2 separate regions of the Callithrix jacchus genome follow, and region 2 is linked to region 1. The links are chromatin contacts, called in public Hi-C maps. All regions are on one chromosome and are shown on one strand. The core of a region is the stretch at or near the end of the contact, and the rest is flanking DNA. Distances in the headings are between cores, read along the strand shown. Region 1 holds the start of URB2 (URB2 ribosome biogenesis homolog). Region 2 holds the start of PARP1 (poly(ADP-ribose) polymerase 1).

The links. A called contact is a pair of places that touch in the nucleus more often than the background predicts.
Region 2: a Hi-C map of skeletal muscle shows a contact between it and region 1, with 8 times the contacts expected there. The contact joins the promoter of PARP1 here to the promoter of URB2 in region 1. A contact is called at or near these places in 2 of 3 Hi-C or Micro-C datasets (both in skeletal muscle).

The regions. Positions count from the first base shown.
Region 1 is chr19:20,936,369-20,944,040 of calJac240_pri, reverse strand. URB2 (URB2 ribosome biogenesis homolog) reads left to right here and starts at 3,843. Exons shown (of 11, transcript XR_013529764.1): 1 at 3,843-4,000; 2 at 5,368-5,506. It overlaps TAF5L (TATA-box binding protein associated factor 5 like), which reads right to left and starts at 3,719. Exons shown (of 5, transcript XM_035281372.3): 1 at 3,548-3,719.
Region 2 is chr19:22,836,378-22,844,049 of calJac240_pri, reverse strand. It overlaps PARP1 (poly(ADP-ribose) polymerase 1), which reads right to left and starts at 2,668. Exons shown (of 23, transcript XM_002760578.7): 1 at 2,376-2,668. The coding sequence starts at 2,495.

The sequences.
Region 1 (7,672 bases), core at 2,594-5,093:
GACTTGCATTTTGAGACAAGGTCTCGCAGTGTCACCCAGGTTGGAGTGCAGTGTCATAATTACAGCTCACTGCAGCCTTGACCTCCTGAGCTCAAAGATCTTCCTGCGTCAGCCTCCCTAGGAGCTGGGGCCACAGGCATGCACATCATCACACCTGCTTAATTATTATTATTATTATTATTATTTTGGTTGAGACTGGGTCTCACTATGTTGCCCAGGCTGGGCTCAAACTCCTGTGCTCAAGTGATCCTCCCAAAGTGCTAGGATTATAGGCATGAGCCACTATACCTGACCCTATTTTCAACATAATACTACACTATGAAAGGTATAATCTTTCCAAAAAGCTAATCTGATGTTATCTATGTTATCTCTGCTAAACTCAAAAATTTTCTACTGGCGCTAGGCGTGGTGACTGATGCCTGTAATCTCATCGCCAAGGTAGGTGAATCACCTGAGGTCAGGTGATCAGCCTGGCCAACACAGTGAAACCCCGTCTCTACTAAAATCTTACAAAAATTAGCTAGATGTGGTGGTGCAAGTAGTCCCAGCTACTCGAGAGGCTGAGGCAGGAGAACTGCTTGCACCTGGGAGGCGGAGGTTTTGGTGAGTTGAGATCGTGCCATTGCACCCTGGTTTGGGAGACAAGAGTGAAACTCTGTCTCAAAACAAAACACTTTCTACTGCCTCCACTAGTGTGAAGAATAGAAAAAGTCAGTGTTTACTGTGTCATTTCCAGGTTACTCTGATCTGCCTTTGTTTACCTCACTGGACCAATCCTTGGTTCTTCTTACTCCACCTTCTCCCCTCAGGGCCCTCCAGTAGTTGGAGGCACTGCCACACTGGCACTACAACCTCGTCTGGCTATATTCCAACCCCACTTTGCAGCTCAGGTTAGTCATCTCAGCTTCCTTGATGACAGTCCCTTCCACACACAGATCCAGGAACAAATCTCTATAGTAGAACTCTTGTCTGTTTCATAGACTACTACTACAAATACCTGAGGCTTACTGAGCATACCGGGCGCTAAGACACTTCAAGCACTTAAAATTAAGTGCTTTACATAGATTGTCTTCTTTAAGCTCACAAGAAACCTATTAGGTAGGACATATTCTTCAGATCGGAAAGGTGAGGCCCAAAGAAGTTACAGGGCTAGGACGGGAACTCAGGCCATGAGGCTGAAGGGTCTGTGCTCTTCTATTCTAAAGTATCTTGCTGCTCAAAGGATTCTACACATGACCAGGGGCTTCCTGAGGGAGCACAACAGTGAGTGCTTACCAGATGCTTGCTGAGAATGATCGGAACACTTACTACCTGAGAAGTCAGCCACTTAGAACATAGAATGGAAACTTGACTTCTAGTCCTGTCCACTGAGTAATGCTGGTTTAACAGATGATCCCTAGAGCCCCATTCCAGCAAAACAAACTAGCAAAAACAAAACCCCCTTTTTTCGCCCAGAGATGTCCTTTATAGGTGCTAACACATTGCTTGCGAAACCAAAAACCAATTACTGAGTAGTTAAGTGAGGCCTTTACCTAGTTTCAGTGACAGAAGCACACATAAACCTCACATTTAGAGGCAGGAACAAGAAAACCATTCCAAGATACACTAATCTAATTTGTTGTTGATGACAAAGAAAAATACTTTAAACAAGCCCTCACTTTTAAATTTTCTAGCTTAACACTGATTTTCAAGGCCGGAAGGATTTATAATTCATTAAAAAAATTAGCACATATTCCATTTAACACACAAAAAAACTTCAGACTACAGGGAACCTAGAAGGTATTCTGCCAAAAGGAAATCATAATAGCTAACATTTAGCAATTTTTTTTTTTTTTTTGAGACAGAGTCTCATTCTGTCACCAGGCTGGAGTACAGTGACGGGATCTCACCTCACTGCAACCTCTGCCTGCTGAGTTCAAGCAATTCTCCTGCCTCAGCCTCCTAAGTAGCTGGGACTACAGGCACACGCCACCACACCCAGCTAATTTTTGTATTTTAGTAGAGACGGGGTTTCACCATGTTGGCCAGGGTGGTCTCGATCTCTTGACCTCGTGATCAGCCTGCCTCGGTCTCTCCCTAAGTGCTGGGATTACAGGTGTGAGCCACCTCGCCCGGCGCCATTTTCATATACTTCATTCTTTTTCTGGGTACCTTTAAAAAGGTCCTTATTTGGGAATCTGAGGCAGGAGGATTGCTTGAGCTTAGGAGTTCGAGACCAGCCTGGGCAACACAGAGACACCTTGTCTCTCAAAATAAAACTCCACGTTTAAGTTATTCCTCATCACCCTATTTTACAGATGAGAAAACTACAGCTCAGAGAGGTTACGCAGATGGCTACATGGTTTCCATCCAGGTCTACTGTCACCAAGCCCTATCCACTACATTAAGCTGTTCCAAAGTTTAACCTGTGGCCAAATGCATTTAACCTATCTAACCTATTAAGCACAAAACTCCCTTTCCTACTCCCACTTCCAAGTAGAGCTGTGACCAAGAACTGGAGAACAGCCTCCGTGTCCTCTCCTACACCCCCAACTCAGGTGTTGGCACACTTGAATCGCCTAATAGAAAACATGCTCCGCCCTTACTGTTCCTCTCGGCTCAGCTCCCAACTGTCTCTTCGCAGGAGTCACCATTCCGAGATTCCAATCTGCAAGGTCAGTTTAGGTACAGCAATTTAAGACAAACACCGCATGGGACTAGCATTTACCTTCTGATCCCAGAACCACACAGAGTGCGAGATCTGCAGTACAACGACTTTCACAACTGATGGGAGAACTGCATGTAGCGTTCCTGCACTCCACTTCCGCTAAGTCTAAAATGACACCACTGTTTCTAATCTTCCACTCACTGCGAACCAACGCCTTTATCGAATACATTTTCAAAAGCCTAGCAGCTTCGCGAGCTGGAGGTGGCGAACCCGTCCCACGCCATGGGCGCACCAACCTTACCTTGCTGTCATGAGGCAAAGAGCCCTGAGACACCCTTGCAGGTCGGCACGCTCCCGCAGTAGCTAGTCTAACTCTGGCTCCCCCGTGTCACACGCGGAGACCGACTCCACACCCACCCACGCACCATCACCATGTGCAAAGTTGAATCCCGACTTCGCCGCAAAGACATTTCCTTTTCCCCTACATGCAAAGGAGCTGTGAAGACGTGCTCCCCATCAGGCTGTCGGGCACTGAGATCCCTGCCCCGCGGGCGCCCGCCACCTCCTCCCCGAGCCCAGCATCCGACCCGCAGGACCCACCCCTGCGCAGGAACGCGACGCCAGTCCAGGTGTAGCCGCCGACTGCAGGCCACGCCGCCGGCCGCAGCCCGGGACTCGGGAGGCCGAGGGCGGAGGCGCGGCCACCGCGCCCGCGCAGAGCCGCCCGTCGCCCCCCCGCCCCGCCCCCACTCGCCCCACCCCCACCGCCCGCCGGCGGGAGCCGAGGCGCGCCCGGCCGAGGCCCCGCCGCCCTGGTCCCCGCCCGCCCGCCCGCTCGCTCGCGCGCGCGCGCGCCTCGCGACCCTCCCGACCCTCCCAGCTCGAGCGCCCCGCACTCACTGAACATCCCAGGCGGCTCCGGCTCCCCCCGCCGCCGCCGCCTCCGGGATCGGGTTGATTCCGCCTCCGTAGTCTCTGCCGCAGGGTCTCGCTCTGACGGCCGGCTCAGCTGGGCCCCCACGCCCCGCGCCCCGCCGCCCCCGCCGCCGCTTTGGGCGGCCGCTCCATGACTGACTGACACGGAGCGGGCCGCGGGCTGGGCCGCTTGGGCCTCCAACGCGCAACAGTCTCCGCCAATGGGCGAGGCGCCTCGGCGCTCGGCTGGCGACGCCTGGCGTGCGTGCCGCCCCTCTCCGCTGCGCCGCCGGCGTCGGGCGGAAGAAGCGTGGGGGCCGGGCCCACGTGGTGGGGCTGCGGAAACCGGACAGTCGCCGCCGCCGCCGTTGCCCCTGTCCTCCGTCGTCTACGAGGGGCTGTCTCGAGCTGAGCCCCCTACCGGGCCCGGGTCCCGAGGTGAGTCCCTACCGTCGGTGCGCTCTCTACCTGGAGCCAGGTCCCGAGGTGAGCCCCCAACCCGGGGTTGGTCCTCTCCAGAGGCGAGCCCCTACCTGAGGCTGGGCCCCGACGGGGGTCCCCCACCCGGCCCAGTTCCAGTGCCGCCAGCAGATCTGGGCGAGAGCCGACTGGACGCGCTCCATCTGTGAAGGCGAACTCCCTCCTGCCTCCTAACTGCTCTCTGTTTCTTGTTGCTTTGTTTCTTTCTGTTGGGCAGGGAGTGCTAGCAGGGCTTTGCTGTCCGCCCTGGACTTTGCATTGCCGGGTAAGGGCGGCTGGAGGCCAGGAAAGCGGAATTCTGGCGGAGCCCGGAAGAGCATCTCGGTCGTCTTTGCAGCCAGTTCAACAAACACTTGTTATGCACTTTGTAGCTGTCTCAGTGGCGGTCTGTGGTATTGAACGTAAAAGTCAGGCATCGTTGAATTCGTTTTGGACATTTTGACAAAATGGGAACACTGACACCACTTGATGGTTCTTTTTCTTTGCAGTAGAGTAAAGGATAATTTAATTTCTAAAATGAAAACGGCTTAACCTTCCTTTTTACTATAACTTTTAGGAAAGTCAAAGCCAAGTGTACCCAGTTTTATAGTAACTGTAGGTGTTTGATATGTTTGCGCCCTCCGAGACTTCATGACGTTTTTGTTTTCTATTTTCAGTCTTTTCCTTGTGCAAGTATCTCTTGTAGAGTCTTTTTGGAAGTGTGTATGTGCATTGTAAATTTATACATGAATGAATAAAAGTCTTAGCGGGAGGTTACTGTTGCCGCTGAAATAACAGTATTCCCTGGGGGATTTCCTTTTCTCTTGGAGACATTACTTTCCCCAGATATTGCTTATGTATCTTTTCCTCTTTTAATTGGAAACAGTGTATGAATGATTCTTTCCACAAGTAATGTAAACACCGATTTTTGCCTTCTTGGATTCCTGTACACTTGCCTTTGTGGATGTGATGTTTGATCACAGCTGGAATATATATAGTCCATCTTCTGTGTGTACCATCCATCTTCTGCCTGCTTTTGTCTGAATCTCATGTACATACCTTAAAAATGTACATACCTTAATTTTAAAATATTTTATTGCCAAAAAATGCTATAGGTTATTGGTTATCTGAGCCTTCAGGGATTCATGCTTTTGTCTGAAAATTCATGGAGTCTAGTATCTTGTATGTAGATTTACCGCAACTGAACTGTTGATTCATTAAAAACTTTTGAAAGAATACATATTAGGTGAACAATAAGATACAATATTGCAATACTGTTGACTTTCTGGTGCCTGCTCAGTCTGACCATGTTATAACATATTTTTTTCATTGTTTCCAAATTGTAGATAACTTGTAGCAATGGCTGCTGTTTATTCTGGCATTTCCCTTAAGCTTAAAAGCAAGACAACTTCCTGGGAAGATAAACTAAAACTAGCTCACTTTGCTTGGATTTCTCATCAGTGCTTTCTTCCAAATAAAGAACAAGTAAGTATAAAGTGAAGCTCATATTTTTATAGTCTATCAAGATAATTGCATATTGGCAATTGGTTAAAATAAAAAAGAAATAGAGAAAAGGTTGGGGAGGGAACTTTGTTGGAAGTTAAATGAAATGTCAATGGAAAAAGTAATGAGTCATACTTCATAATACCTTTTTTTTTGTTGTTGAAAAACCTCATTTAGTTCGGAGGCAGTGGCTCATGCCCGTAATCTCTATTTTGGGAGGCCAAAGCAGGAGGATCGCTTGAGGCCAGGAGTTCTACACCAGACTGGACAACATAATGAGATCCCTTTATGTTGGGATCTCATTATGTTTTGGGATTTGTGTCCTGGCTTCCTCCACATTACCTGCAGCTTAACCTCTAACTTTAAATATATATATATATATATCTACACATATACATACATACATATGTTAGACATGGTGGCATGTGCCTGTAGTCCCCACTACTTAGGAGGCTGAGGTGGGAGAATCCCTTGAGCCGAGGAGTTTGAGGCTGCAATGAGCTGTGATTGTGCCACTTCACTCCTGGTGATAGAGCAAGACCTTGTCTCTTCAAAATAAATAAATAAACCCACTGAATTTAGCATTTCTTTTGTTTGGAGACATTATATTATAAATTAAGTGTATGCATTAATGAACATATTGGGAATTAAGTTATGAAGTTAGTTTCTGAAAGTCCATTGATAGCTACATTTGATTATGAATCCAAAGTGATCTTTCATAAGCGGTAGGTGGTGCTTTGTTAAAAATCTTCAGAATTGGATAAATTGAAGGTTGGGTAGTAGAGAAATGTTAGTATTAGTATAAAGCCGTTTTAGAAATAGGCTAGGTACCAAGAAAGGCATTGCATTTTGTTAGAATTTCTCAAGCTTTTTTGGCTTAAAAATAGCGTGATAAGCACCAGGATGACAAGCTCATGAAATTGGATTAATACACATCCAGTTGCTGTTGTCAAAGAAGACAACACAAAATGTGTCCGAGATGGATGCCATATGTAAAATGATGATGAGGTGTGGTGCATAGAGCAGTGGTCATATCCAGTGCTTTCTACACCTGGATGAACATGGGAGTCATCTTGGTAGCGGGGCAGTCACTTGGCAAGTGCTGCCCAGAGTGAAATGAAGGGGTAGCTCTTGCAACCAATTGGACCAAGGTTTCTGCTGTTATACTGAGAGATTGTATTCCTTCTGGCATCTGTCACTGTTCATACTATTATTGACAGTTCTGGTATCGTGAGCTGTGGCCTCACCACCTTTCTTCAATGTTTTGTGAATGAGGAAACATGACACAGTAATGGAACCAGTATAAGTATGGTCCTTTTCATAAAGCACTTGTGTGCTTTCATATTGACTGTCTATCTCCTGGATGAAGTATAAATATTAATAGTGTTAGAGGTTAAGCTGCAGGTAATGTGGGGGAAGCCAGGACGCAAATCCCAGACTTTCAACTCTTTCTTGCTTTTTTGCTTTATGTGTCTGATTCATTCTGTGGTTATTCTGAGCAGTTGTATTTCTAACTTTTACTTTTTCTTTTTTTTCTTATACGATCTGTTCTAACTTTTAAAACTTAGTACATGCATATCTCAGAGATATTACAGGCTTGGTTCCATACCAGTGAAATAAAATTAAGATCACAATATTGCGAGTCACACAAGTGTTTTGGTTTCCTAGTGCATATAAAATTTATGTTTATACTATAATTTATTAAGAATGCAATAGCATTATGCTTAAAAAATGCATGTACCTTAATTTAAAAATACTTTATTGCCAAAAAATGCTATTGGTTATTGGTTATCTGAGAATTCAAGGAATCATCGTTCATCCTGGAGGGTCTTGCCTCAGTGTTGATGATCTGGGTGGTGATTGCTGAAGGTTGGAGTGACTGTGCTGCTTAAAATAAGACAACAGCGAAGTTTGCTGCATGGATGGGCTCTCCTTTCATGAAAGACACAGCATTTTTCTCATGGGAGAACTTCTTTCTAAATTGGACTTCTCAAAACCTGCCACTACTTATCAACTAAGTTTAAGTTCTGTTCTCAATCCTTTGTTGTCATTTTAGCAACGTTCACAGCATCTTCCCCAGGAGTAGATTCCATCTCAAGAAGCCACTTTCTTTGCTCCTCTCTAAGAAGCAATTTATTTGTTCAGGTT
Region 2 (7,672 bases), core at 1,419-3,918, 1.9 Mb before region 1:
TGGTCTGGAACTCCTGAGCTAAAGTGATCTGCCCACCCCAAAAGTGCTGGGATTACAAGCGTCTACCACCGTGCCCCTGCCCCAGAATGTTAAACTTCATCAGGTTCAGGTTCCTCCATCCTGCCTCTCCCACAGCTAAGCCTCCTCCAACTCCTTCAACAGCAGTGTTGTTCTAGCCTCAACACACGGGCTGGATTTGGGTTTTCTGTTGTCTTTCCACCAGAACATGGTACTCTTTGCCCACCTGGTAAGGCCCATGGATGTTCCTTTCTCAGAAAGTCTCGCAAACCGCCAGGTGTGGTGGCTCATGCCTGTAACCCCAGCACTTTAGGAGGCTGAGGTGGGTGTATCACTTGAGCTCAGGAGTTTCAGACCAGCCTGGGCAACACAAGTGAGATTCCATCTCAAAAAACAGAAGAAAAACAAAAACGAAACAAACAAAAGGACTGAAAAGGAAACATACTGAAATAATTATCAAAACATATGAAAGGTAATTTGGAGTATAGTAACCCACGAGCTTTAAAATATTAAGTAACAAGATCTAGTACCACCTCTAATAACTACTGTGATTTTTGTAGCGATTAGAGTAAATGATATTTTGAGAAACTCCCAACTGTAAAGTGACATGAAAATATCTGCAATTACTACTGGTGACAAAAATCATAGGGACTACTAATATGCCTTTGCTTTGCTGCTTACATTTATGATTAGAGGAAATGATGAATTTTACTACAAGTTAGTGGAGATGGTGATAACTTTTTCTTATGTAAACCCACGGACCTCTTGAGTTCTATCTACCATTCCACAGACCGTGGATTAAGAACTTCTATACTAGGAGTGATAACAGGCTGCCTTATATATTGAAAAGAAGTTCTAGGTTCCTTAGTGGGAAACATGGCTCTTCAAATTGTAGGCCCTGTCTACTGCCTTATCCTCGGAGGATCTTTCTGCTCCACTTCTGTGAATTGACAACTCCTAATCCTAATCAAGCTTCCAAACTTAGCTGGGACATGTGGCGCACAACGCCTGGAGTACAGCTCCATCAGGTGGCATTCACCCCCACATACGACAATGTTTGTTTACCAGTCACTTCCCCTTTAACCAAACTGGAAATTCCCAAGGGTGGATTCTGTGTCTTTAGAACCTAACAGAGTGCTTAGCCCACCAAGTAAGTACTGTGTGCCATGTACGGACTTAGGTATGCCCTGAGGACACCAAGATGACAGACATATTGTGAAATAAGATATCAGAAGTATACCTGGCGCTTAGGTACCCACTCGGTAAACCTCGCCCGCACTCCCCTGTACTCTCTAAGTACTGAAAATCCACTGAGGGCTATCCAGTCATCCCTAAAACACATTACAGCTCACGGCAGGGAGGAAAATCAAGCTACCTCGACCCTGACACTAAGCTTGGGAATATGTTGGAAATGAGGAGGAACAGGGAAGGGGAGAACCGGAATTACTAGCACAAAGGCAGACCATCAGCAAACTGGAAGCTGCAAGCAGGAGCCCCTAAGAACTGGCAGTGGTCTTCAAGCCCAGCACCTCACAGAAGCCTCAGGAAACCTCAGAAGGGGATCTTCAATTGATCAAAAAGCCCATATGTAAAACTCAAACCAGACAGCTGCAAATACACCAAGAGAACGCATCTGTGAATCTGGAAAATTTGGGGAAAATGTTAAAGGACAAATTAGGTTCGAAGTGAATGCACTGTACAGAAATGACAACTCCGCATAGTTTCGCCTAATTAAAATACAAAATGAGGGTGAGCGTTGAAATGACGTGTTGAAATAATGGCCAAAAATAGGTTTAAAAAAAAATCTCGGGCGCCGTGGCTCACGCCTGTAATTCCAACACTTTGGGAGGCCGAGGCGGGTGGATCACCTGAGGTCAGGAGTTCGAGACCAGCCTGACCAACATGGTGAAACCCTGTCACAAAACAAAACAAAAATCCCCACATGCCAGTCGCCACCATCCACGTAGGACAAAAATCTTACAGAGTAAGATAGGTCAAAATCAGATTAGCCTAAAAAGACCATGCACAATTTCCCACCCCCCACCCCTGAGGCGAACGGCAATAATAAAACTCCACCACCCAACAAGGAGAGAAGCGGTTCCTAGTTTTCACAAAGCGAAAGGTAGCACCAGCTGCAGGCTGTATTTCCCGGGCTTTTCCTGCAACATCAGCAAAACCTTCCGGAAGGCTCTGCCGGGCCGCTCGGGAGAGGAGGGGCGGCCGCGGCCCACAGGCCCCAAGCGCCTCTCCGAGGGCCCGGGCCCGCTCGCTCCACTGGCCCGCCTTCCCCCAGACTTCCCGGACACAATTAAGCCGGGGCGCCGCGTCCCGCCCCGCCGCCGCACAGCGGCCCGCACCTGCACCATGATAGCCATCCGGAGCGAGTCCTTGGGGATGCTCTCGCTGCATTTCTTGCAAGAGGCGCGCCCGCTCTTGGCGTACTCGACTCGGTAGAGTTTATCAGAGGATTCCGCCATTATCTCCCAGCTGCCGCCGAAGCTCCGCCGCCCAACGCCAAGACCTGGAGACACGCCGCCGCCTCGCCGCCCTGCACGCGCTCACCCTGCCGCAGGCGCCTTAGCGCCCAGAACCGCCGTCTAGCACGTTTTGCCAACCCTCGCCGCTCCCCGATAGATTGCTGATGTCTGGCAGCGGGAACGCCCCCGGAGCTCACGTCCACGGGGCGGGGCTGGCGGCGCGCGCGCGCCCTGCTGGCCGAGGGGCGGAGTTTCCTGGGCGCCTCCGGTTGGAGTTCTGCGGGCAGCAGCCTGGGGTGCTGAGGCGGGGCTTGTTAGGTGGTCCGGGCGCCACCGCTTTAATCGCTCTAGCCCAGGAAGTCTTGTTCTCACAACTAAATTTATCCCCAGTCCCACCCCCCCACCCCCGCCTTTTTATTTTGAGACTGGGTCTCACTCTGAGTCTAACCGCAGTGGAGTGCAGTCGCGTGATCATGGCTCACTGCACTCTGTAACTCCTGGGCCCAGTGATCCTCCCACCTCAGCCTCCTGCGTAGCTGGGACTACAGGCGCACACCACCACAATTAACTAATTAAATTTTTGTTTGTTTGTTTTAGAGACAGGGTCTCACCAACTTGGCCAGCTGGTCTCAAACTCCTGGCTACAAGTGATCTTCGTGCCTCGGCTTCCCAAAGTGCTGGGATCACGGGTGTGAGCCACTGGGCCTGCCCCAAACTCGTTTTAATAGTGTGTCCACCCTCCCCTGAGGGCGGCTGGGTCCGGGAGGCGCAGGGCCCCTACAGGAATATGTTTGATCAGCCCAAGGTGGACCCTGCAGTTCGAGGCCAACCCGCCTGGCTTGGGCGGGCGTTCTAACCTGCGGTCCATAGACCGTTGGGACAAAATTACCAACTAAAACCTAGCATTTTCTTCATTTTGAATTTGACTGCAAATCCCAGGAGTATTAGCAGTACCTGTGACTTTGTGGGCAATAGTCATCACAGATTGTGTGTGTGTGTGTGTGTGTGTGTGTGTAAAGAAAGAGATGGGCAATCTCTCCATGTTTCCCAGGCTGGTCTGGAACCCCTGACCTCAAGCAATTCTCCTACCTCAGCCTCCCAAAATGCTGGGATTAGATTACAGGCATGTACAAAGAACCAGCTACGGTAGTTGAGACTCCCACCCAGGCGGACTGAAGGTATTGAGAGAGGCAGACACCCACATAGCCAACAGAGTGGATCTATCCTAGGGACCAACAGCCTGAGAGCCTGTGGGGCTGACAGCTCTCCAGGACTGAAGGCCCTGCAGAGATTCATCCACACAAATAAATGTGAGATTCATCCACACAGTTATTTGCTCTTTGACAGGTGATTCTTATTAATACACAAATGTTCTACATATACACATAACTCAGGAATATACCAGGAAGGCAGGTGTTACCTGGTTACCACTAATGACAAACCAAAAGCAACTTCCACCAGGGAGCCATGGGGGCAGGGTAAACTTAATGTTTCTCAACAGGCATGAGCCACTGCAGCTGGCCTAGATCTTGTTGTTTAATATAGGACTATACTTTAAAATATAGTTCATTAAAATTAGTTTCTTTTCTAATCCTATGCATTTTTTTTCATTTCATAGATTGTAACATGAGTGTGCTGTGTTTGAAAATATTCAGCTCTGCTGTAGGGGACAAGAAAAATAAGCGGATGAATGAAACTCATAAAAACTGTTAACCACAGAGAAGTAGTAGCTTTAAGAGTTAAGGATGTTGGGTAAGCAAGAATGCTGTGAGACGTAGGCCGAATCCTAAAAGTTAGTAATCAGTTAGATACGTCGAAGGTAGGGCTGGGAGTGGTGGCTCATGCGTAATCCTAGCACTTTGGGAGGCTGAGGTGGGCGTATCCCTTGAGCCCAGGAGTTCAAGACCAGCCTGAGCAACATGGCAAAAGCTCGTCCCTACAAAAGGTAGCTGGGCATGGTGGCAGGTGCCGATAGTACCAGCTATTCGGGAGGCTGAGGTGGGAGGATCACCTGAGCCCTGAAGGTTGAGGTTGTGGTGAACCGTGATAGTGCCACTGCACTCCAGCCTGGGTGACAGTGTGACCCTGTCTCAAAAAACAATTTTTTTGAAGGTAAACAGAATAAGTGGAAAACGTGATGGAACAAAGAAGAGTTTTACTTAGAGAATGATTAAGTCAAAAGGCGTGATCATGCCATCCTCTGGGTTGACAACTATATCATCCCCAAATGGCCACTCATTGGTGATAAATTTATGGTCTCATCCTGGCAGCCATATGCTCTGCCCCCAAAAATGCAGATAAAATTCATGTCTGTTCAGCAGGCTGATTGGTGAGCTGCAGCTGTGGCTGAGTGTGCTTGCCCCTGTGTCTCTCTGTAGAGCAGTGTGAGTTGCTTCAGGTACCCTCTGTTGAGCCGCAGTGAGCATCCTCAACTCTGGTTCTCAAAACCCCACCACCAGTGGGATGGCCTGATGCAGCAGAGAGAGGGAAACATATCATTATTGGCCAGGTGAGGTGGCTTATGCCTGTAATCCCAGCACTTTGGGAGACTGAAGTGGGTGGATCACCTGAGGTCAGGAGTTCAAGACCAGCCTGGCCAACATGGTGAAAACCCATCTCTACTAAAAATACAAAAATTAGCTGAGTGTGGTGGTGCACACCTGTAATCTCAGCTACTGGGGAGGCTAAGGCACAAGAATTGCTTGGACCTGGGAGGCAGAGGTTGCAGTGAGCCAAGATTGCACCACTGCACTCCAGCCTGGGCAACGGAGCAAGATTCTGTCTAAAAAGAAAAAGAAAAAGAAAAAAGATGCAAATATTGCCTAACTCTGGGTTCTGGTGGTATGGTCCACCCACCTTGCCCGTACCCTATCCTGTGTATGTTATCCAGCCCATTGAGTTCCTGCTGTAAGTGGTTTTAAATAGATTCAATAAACCCTGCAATTCAGGCATCATAATTTGGTCTGTGGGGCTTTCTGTTTTGTAACTTCTGGGATGGTTTGCCTGATAATGTATCTAGAAGCTACTATTGCATTAAGGTAGGTTTCTCCACAATATTTATTCTAGAAAGGAGTCCACAGGCTTCATGGACCACCAAAGGGGTCCTAGGCACACACACAGAAGGTTAAGAATTCCTGCCCTAGAACCTAAGAAATCCAGCTATCACCTACTGCCTTCTCAATATTTCGGTTTGAATGGCTTATGTGCATCTCTATTTATATTCAAAATTGCCCGCTGGGCATGGTGGCTCACGCCTGTAATCTAAGCACTTTGGAGGCCAAGGCGGGTGGATCACCTGAGGTCGCGAGTTCAAGACCAGCCTGACCAACATGGTGAAACCCCGTCTTTAAAAAAAAAAAAAAAATCAGAGTTTTAAATAGAGTAAAAAAAATATTAAAAAAAAAAAACTGCCCTAGTGTTTCCCATCTCAGGAAATGGCCCACCATTCTCTGCATTACTTAGGCCAAGTGCTTTGTAGTCAACTTGGCTCTTTTCTTTTTGGCCCCACATTCAATCCATCCCTGAATTCTAACTTCTTGACTCTGATCCTTTCTCATGGCCCAGCCACCATCCTTTTTGGTGGCTCTGAGACAGTCTCGAACCTGTTCTCTTCCATGCATGCCCTCCTGCAGTCTTTTATTCCCCATGAAAGCATGTGAGGTCCTTTTAGAACTCAACTAGTGTCAATTCCATGCTCAAAACCCTGCACAGGTTTCTTATCACACTTAGACTGAAATGCAAGTTTCTCCCCAAGGCCGGACTTGGTCGCTGGCTACTTCTCAGACTTGGTTGCTGCCTGCTCCCCAGGGCTCCCACTGCCCCAGCCACACAGAAGATCTCTATGTTTCTCAGGCTGGTCTTGAACACAAGCATTCGTCCTGCCAAAGTGCTGGGATTATAGGTGTGAGCCACTGCTTCCTGCCCTACTTTTAAGTTCTTTTTTGCACTTATTATCCTTCACAGCATATTTGATACATATATATATATATATGTTTACTGTCTGTCTTCCTCACCAGAATGTAAGCTCCATGAGGGCAGGAGCTTGTGTCTGTTTTGCTGCAATATCCTCAGTGCCTGGAATAGTGCCAAATACTCAACAATATCTGTTGAATGAATGACTGAATCCTACAGTTGGCCCTCCCTTTGCACAGCTCAACTGTCTAATTAATAATGTTACTTCAGACTTGTGTATAACTAACTTATACTGTGCACCAACAAGAACCTTAAATTCGAAATTCCCATGCTGAATTATAACCCCTATAGAATACCAGGCAAGGCTGGTGGCTATTGAGAATACCACCAGGACAGGGTTGTCTAAAGAATTACTTGATAATTCTTGTTAATAATACAAAAATGAAAAAAGAATGCCATCATTCAATTTACAAATAAATCTTACGTGGCTTCACATTCCAGTTTTTTTTTCTTTAAAACGAGTGAGCTGTGTCGAGGCAGGTTAAATACTTTATAGACAAGAGAAAAAAAAGAGCTGCCATAGAACCACTGTATTTGTCATCATCATCAACTTTATTTTTTATCTTTACCTTTTCTGTCGTTCTCCTCTTCGTATTTGACCCTGCTTTGGGCCTTGACAGCATCGTTTTTGCCACATCAGCTTTCCTTTCGCTGGATTTGCAGCATTCTGCTCTTGGTACTTTTCCTTCGGTCGAGGAGCCTGCAGTATGGTCACCCATGTCCCTCCCAGGTTCTTGGCATCGCTGCCAATGGACAGACCCGGATCGCCTTTGATTTGGGGGCAGTATTCAGAACACAAAGTGAAAGGCCAACGGAGGCCTTCGGGGGCAGTAGAATCCCTGAGTTTCTGTTTTATTTCTCTTTCTTTTTTATTTCTCTGTATCTCTTTTGATATAAGTTTTCATTTCTTTTTCATAAAGGGCTTGAACACTCCTGGCCATGTCTCCAATTTCCTTCTCTTTAAGCAAGTAAGGTTTTCCACCTTTCTCTGCCTGTTAATGAACATTCTGAGAAGATGAATGAAGTGTCTGGTTGCTTCTCCTGTATGCTGGCAAGTGTGTGCAGGATGCCTGTGATGGGATCCTGGGATCCCATCCCTGGGATCACTGGGCTCTCCTTGCCCAGATTTAGTTATTTCTGCTCAGTGACACACAGATTCACTCAATGTCCATTCGGCCCTCACTTACCTTGGCAGTGTCTCTAGG